Linked DNA regions of Hordeum vulgare: region 2 is linked to region 1. Evidence: chromatin contacts called from public Hi-C data. All regions are on one chromosome and are shown on one strand. The core of a region is the stretch at or near the end of the contact, and the rest is flanking DNA. Distances in the headings are between cores, read along the strand shown. Region 1 holds the start of LOC123426677 (protein GL2-INTERACTING REPRESSOR 1). Region 2 has its middle 170 kb from the start of LOC123426680.

Region 1 (3,076 bases), core at 326-2,825:
CAATCAACACAATCAAGGTAAGCTTAACAAAGCACATGCTTTTTTATTTCATGTCTGTTTTTCTTTTCCTTTTCTGACGTGATTCAAGCAAACAAGTAGCATGGCTGGTCTCCGTATCTGATTATGATGATGTGGACTTAAACTGAGATGTCTTTATTGAGTAAACATAAATCAATCGGCTTGCAAAGTTGACCAAAGCGACATTAAATTGGGTTGCTGGCGTGCTGCGTCACAATGCACGTATTCAGATGGAAGTATAATGGCAAGAGATAGAGTGATGGATGCTGAAATCAATCGGTATTCATTGCATGGCGTCACACCGTAGACTGTTCGATTGTTTCAAATACCATCTCTCTCTCCAATTTGAAATTTCATCACCTTTTTAATTACGTGATGTCTTTTTCAAGGATAGTAGGTAGAGTCCTCATTATTTTGAGGCGTGGGAGTTGTAGTGCCAATTGGTTAGTTCAACTAATCTGTGGTGACAAATTCCTAACACTCCATTTCCAGGGTTGACTGTTCTTCTTGCACTTTCTCCACTTTGTATGGTGGATTTGCATACTAACTTGTCTGGATACAAAGGAATGAACAGATGAGTGTTCATGGCGCGAAGTCGCAGAAGCTTGTCTGTCATAGATGTTTCAGAATAATACTCATCCGGCGCAACTTGAGATTTTCAGGGGTAAACTTTTCTTGTCTTGAAAGTAAGAAACAGAAGAGAAGAAGTCTGGTCCTATGCCTAACAAACTACTTCATTAGAACCACTGAAGAAGAACTCAGGAGAGGGGATATAGTCCACAGTGTATCCATGATATGTCAAAATCGTGACACCAGCACATGGATACATGCCAGTCTCACAATTTTAATACTGACATATCATGGTTACACTGAAGAAATGACCAAACGAAAGAGAACTAGTGGACCTAGGACTTCATATAAACGCTTTTTCTTGATGTCGGTGCTGCCGAATGGAGCCTCTCCTCCTCATTCTTCTTTCACCCCCTCCTGCTCTTCCTGCTGTTGCTGTTGGTGTTGTTGTTATTGTTGCTATTGTCTTGCAGGAAGTCAAGGAGCACGGGGCTCTTGCACTGGGGGCACCGAGGGTCATCCTGGGGGAGCATGACGTAGATGAAGCAGCGAGGGCAGGCAGCGAGCACCATGGACGTCGCCTCGGGGCTGTTGGACCACTGCAGGCCATGCTCGTTCTCCGACGACAGGCATGAGCTCGGGGACGACTCCTCGTCAGCCATCGCCCTGTTGGAGGAGTCCCCTCTTGCAGGCAGAGAGAGGTTGAGCTTCAGGTCAAGGCCCTTTGATGAGCTCTTCCTGTTGCTGCGGCTCATCCTCAGAGGTATCCCCTGTCTGCACACATCAAAACATGGAACTGATGGATTAGCATATGCTCTGAAAGGTACTATTGATCGATTGCTGCAACCCGGTAGGGATTAAAGATCACTGGCGATGGATGCATATAGGGAGGGAGCTTACTTTTGCGTCGGGTCCGAGAAGCAGGAGCCTCGCAGATGAAAGTGAGAGCGACAGGGGAGGGGATGCTCTGCTCTGCTCTGGAGCGAGAGAAGCCCGAGAGTTGGAATGCTAGGAGCGTGCTGCGTTGGTGTAGTTGGAATGGAGATGGCGGGTATTTATAGTGGGGAGGGAGATGGATGGGGAGAGGTCAATTAGTTTTGTTTAATGCAACAGTGAGAGGCATACTACTACTACTTCCCCCTCTCTCTCTCTCTCTCTCATGTATGTAGTACAGGCATTTTATTACCCACCAAATCATGGTTGGAGAGTGGCAAGGGATGGGTTGAATAATTTGTGCTTTGTTGGGTGGAAGAGAAGTGCGAGGTGAGAGGGCTGGTCATGCACACAAGGTTGGCTATTTAACAGGCGAAAGCCGAGCCTGGGTATGTGGTTACAGCTAGAGTTTTGCTTTGCTTTCCTCTTTACCCTGATGAAAGCTTAACACTGATGTTAAAGTCTCTAATCCACACACTTTTTTCTTCTTCTTTTCATACTAGTAGAGTTCACATACTATTAGAGTGGTTTATTAAAGTTAAAACACATATAGTGATTCAGTTCTAAAACTTTGCAAATGGCTTGCCTACTGCATATAGACAGTGGTTATGGAAGATGTAGACACATCTTGTAATTATGGCAGTTATTATTGGGTGTGTATTGTTGAAAGTTGAAGCTCATCAATACATGTCCTTCTAATTGCTTCGAAAGCTTAATTTTTGACTGGCCCCCAATTGATTTCACCACTTGAATGTGATCTTGAATGGAATTTATTTGGCACAGTCTCTCAAATGCACATCATAAGTACTAGTAGCAGAAAAAAGAAAGCAGAGAGTACACTAAATAGACTTGAATGTTGAGCCATTGGTTTTTGCTAATTGAATAAATGGGGTCCTTGAAGATATGCTGCTGCTATGCAATTTTTAGGTCTTTAAATGGTGCAAACGCAAGGCCTATGTATGCACCCATGCGGTGCGCATCCTCATACAATGACGAAGAGATAAGCAATACATTAATGCCACTTTGTTTCATGCACATAAGAGCAGCCTCCACCACCTCCCGCTCTTGTTCTAATGTCACCGCCCGCTTTGAAAATCTCAGCTCCTTTGCTTGCTTGTGTTCCAGCTCGCAGTGCTTAATTGCTGACAGCAGATATTAACTCTGAGGGTTGACTTGTTGCTTATTCTAGAGATGTTGCATCCTTGCATTTAAGAAAAGATTGAAACATGGTTAAGTCATAACTAGTCGTAACCCACTAATGTAATCCCCCCAAGATTGCTTCCATATCACCCACCTTGATTAATGACGGGGTGGCATACAACTCACTTAAAGTTGTTTTGGTTTGTGTGTTGCAATTGGTTTGGTCAATGCTGCTGCTGATGCTGCTTCTCTACATGGTTAAGAGAGAGCCATCTGTTTTTCTCCTTTTCTTTTTGCCTTAGTTAGGACTAATTATAATTATACCATTAATGCCTCTTTTTTGTCAAATGGAAGCAGTAATGGATGGCTTTGGGATCCAGAGCCAATGCTATCGGCCTCGGGATCAAAGATCAAT
Region 2 (3,076 bases), core at 199-2,698, 710 kb before region 1:
ACTCGCTGGATCTAGGAGGCGGAGACGTCATCACGCTACACATATGTTGAACGTGGAGGTGTCATCCGTTCGTAGCTTGATCGGGACAGATCACGATTGGATCGTGAAGACGTACGACTACATCAATCGTGTATTCCACGATTCCTCTTAACGTTTTACGAGGGTACATACACATACTCCAACCTCTCGTTGCTATGCATGTCCATCGATAAATCTTGCGTGTGCGCAAGAAATTTTTCATTTCCAATACAACGCTTCCCAACCCAGTGAAGCATGCCCTTCACGCAGAAGCACTATTGTGCTTTTTCACATATGAAGCACATATGTGCTTCACATGGAAAGCGCACATGTGCTTCATGCGAAAGCGCACGCTCATGCCAAATGTTAAGAATTGTAAAATTAAAGAAAAAAAAAAGGCAAAAAATCCTAAAGAAACCCAAAAATGAAACAAAAGCCAAAAAGTAACGAAAAATCATCCTGATGACAAAAAAATGCCCAATGCATGACATTTTGCGGCCCTGGAGCGTATGCCATGACGCACTAGTAAAATTGTGCCCCGTGGAGGGCCTCCTCAGCTAGTTTTCTTAGGCATAGCCTCCAACTAGTTGCTCCCTCTGTGTATGATAATTGGGTAGACGTGATCCCTATTTGTCACGTAGCTCTATATTTCCTGAACAAACATGTACTACCCCGGTTGTTGCTACGTGAATTCGAGCCGGGTTTGCGAAGGTTCCCACACCGGGTTTTATTTTCTCTTTTTTTTCTTTTCGTTTCTCTTCTCATTTTCATCTTATCTTTCGTGTTAGTTTTTTGTTTTCGTTCATTTTCATTTCCTCTTTCTCTTTGCTCCTTTTTTTTCTTTTCCATCTCACGAACATTTTTCCAAATCTGATTTTTTTTAAACCATGAGTAATTTTTTCATTAAATTTAAAAAAAAATCATCAAATCAGAAATTTACCGATCAAGTTTTGAAAATTACTCGTGAATTTCAAAACAATGTTCACCCAATTGAAAATTCCTTCATGAAATATTAAAATGTTATTGAATTCAAACAATATTCATTAAATGCAAAATATTAGTCAATATTAAATTTTAGAGATACTTGAACATTGTTTTTAAATCTAGAAATATATTTCCAAATTAGTGTTTTTTTAACTTGGAACATTTTCTTAGTAAACATTCTTTATAATTCGTGAACATTTTCAATTTGTAGACATCTTTCAAATTTCGGAACTTTTGAAATTTTGTGATTTTTTTGAAATCATTTATTCGATTTAAAGAAGCCAGAAAGCTGAAAAAACGAAAAATAAAAAACAGGAGAGAAAAAGGGTTCTCTGACCTGCACATGGGCTGGACCAAAAGGGCACACAGTTGGAGCGGGCGCGTTTCATCACTTCCGGTCGCGTTGGTCGATAAATAAGAGGTCCGCGTATTACCCCAATCAGGTGCTTTCTTCGTAGGCTGATGTGTGCGAAAGCCCACGTGAGAGACCCTCTCGTTCGTAACTTGGTTACGGACCTACGGGTATATAAGAGCTCGCTCAACGACTTTCCTCAATCGCCGCCTCCTCCCGAATCCTACTTCCGATCGCCGCCGAGAGCCCTTACGCCGTCTCCTCCCGATCTCGACGTGGTCATGGTTATTTCCCACTCCCACTCCCAGCCTCTACTAGACCACCGTACCGAGGAGCACAATCACGGCGATCTCCTCTCGGGAACCCAGGGTAGCAGCAGTGATGGCTCCTCGAGCCTGCCCAGCGGCGGCACGCTGCGGACACACTCCTGCGAAGACATGCTCAGCCGTATACGACGAGGTGGCATCGACGAAACCAAGGACTACTTCAAGCGCCGTGAGACGGATCCAGCCTACGTGAGCTTTGAGGACATGTTGGCATCCAAGGAGTACCGGGAGGCCAATAGCCGTCCGCCGGAGGCTGCGATCAGGGACCCGCTCGTGAGGACGGCGTCGCGCCTGTACACATCTACGGCCCACCCGCGCCAGCGTCGCCGATCTCCGGGGCCGCTAGGGACACGGCGTGGCGGCACCATGTATCGTTTTGTGAAGAAGTACGTATGCCCTTGCTTGGAGTTGGTCGGCAGAGCTTTCGGTTGCATGCCAGGCGTGGCCGCTAACTGATTGGTTCAATGATTATCATTGGTTTTATGATCTGTGAACAAGGGCAATGTTGCTTTAACCATGCTCTTAATAGTTTGTTCTTAGAGATAGTCATGTGAAGCTGACGTTTAGTTAGCGTAGTTCGTTGCCTGAACACAAACATTGTGGATTCTTTAGGAATCGTTTAGATTTTGTTCTTTCTAAAGATCCTGGCCGGCTTGTTACAGGGTTTGTTCGAAGGTCGTTTGCGTTCTTGCAAAACTAGCACGACCGTTGCTCTCTGTGATGGTACCATTGTCCACCCATCCTTGCTACTTCCTCTCCTCTCGCAAAACAAAAAAGGAAAACATAATTAAGGGCAATGGTGGCAACCGGTCGACCGATTCAAAAGAAAAAAGAAAAAGGAGAACATAATTAAGGGCAACGGTGGCAACCGGTCGACTGGCCTAAATGTCAGTCACTGCACGAACCCTGGATCGAAGCGCCCTAGGCGTCAGATTGAGCTTTCCGTATCGTTTTCGTGACGGGCACATGGGAATCGAAGCAGCTAATGCCGTCGAAGCACCGCTGCCCTCGCCGGGTGTCGCCGCTTGCTTCTCTTGTCGGCTCCACGCATGCGACAGGGTGCACATGATGTTAGAACTCCGGTGATGACAGTCACAACTCGGTGGTGATGGCCACAACTTCGATGGTGGCGGTTGCCGGTCAAAACACCCGTCGACGAGCTCCATCGTAGCCAAAAGCAAGCTTGCCGGTTCAAGTTTTTGCGGTTGCTGCTGGCAACAATTCAGAACTCCCACCTGTCGCCGCACATACCATTCCGAGTTAATTACACAGAAGTATTACAACTGGGGCAGAACATGCAGATTGATACCAAGATTTCTAATTTTTTTATATCAGTATCAACTTTATGCGAGACCGTTGCAAATCAAGTTAAACAGAATAATAAAGAGGCTATTAC

Evidence for each region. Hi-C and Micro-C count contacts between places; a contact is called where the count stands out from the background.
Region 2: a contact with region 1 is called in a Hi-C map of leaf, with 5 times the contacts expected there. The contact joins the enhancer-like site here to the promoter of LOC123426677 in region 1. A contact is called at or near these places in 3 of 6 Hi-C or Micro-C datasets (leaf and seedling).

What each region holds. Positions count from the first base shown.
Region 1 is chr2H:465,131,566-465,134,641 of MorexV3_pseudomolecules_assembly, reverse strand. LOC123426677 (protein GL2-INTERACTING REPRESSOR 1) reads right to left here and starts at 1,575. Exons shown (of 2, transcript XM_045110545.1): 1 at 1,489-1,575; 2 at 614-1,362. The coding sequence starts at 1,343. The coding sequence ends at 996. LOC123426679 (a long non-coding RNA gene) reads left to right here and starts at 1,261. Exons shown (of 3, transcript XR_006622293.1): 1 at 1,261-1,351; 2 at 1,443-1,910; 3 at 3,019-3,076. LOC123426678 (a long non-coding RNA gene) reads left to right here. Exons shown (of 3, transcript XR_006622291.1): 2 at 1-17; 3 at 1,062-1,149.
Region 2 is chr2H:465,842,438-465,845,513 of MorexV3_pseudomolecules_assembly, reverse strand. No RefSeq gene overlaps it. Among protein-coding and RNA genes, the nearest start is that of LOC123426680, 170 kb to the right of the region's middle. Within about 2 kb of position 1,448, at least 3 of the 3 cell types and tissues checked have open chromatin away from gene starts, as enhancers often do. A contact at or near this core is called in leaf and seedling, where this site is marked.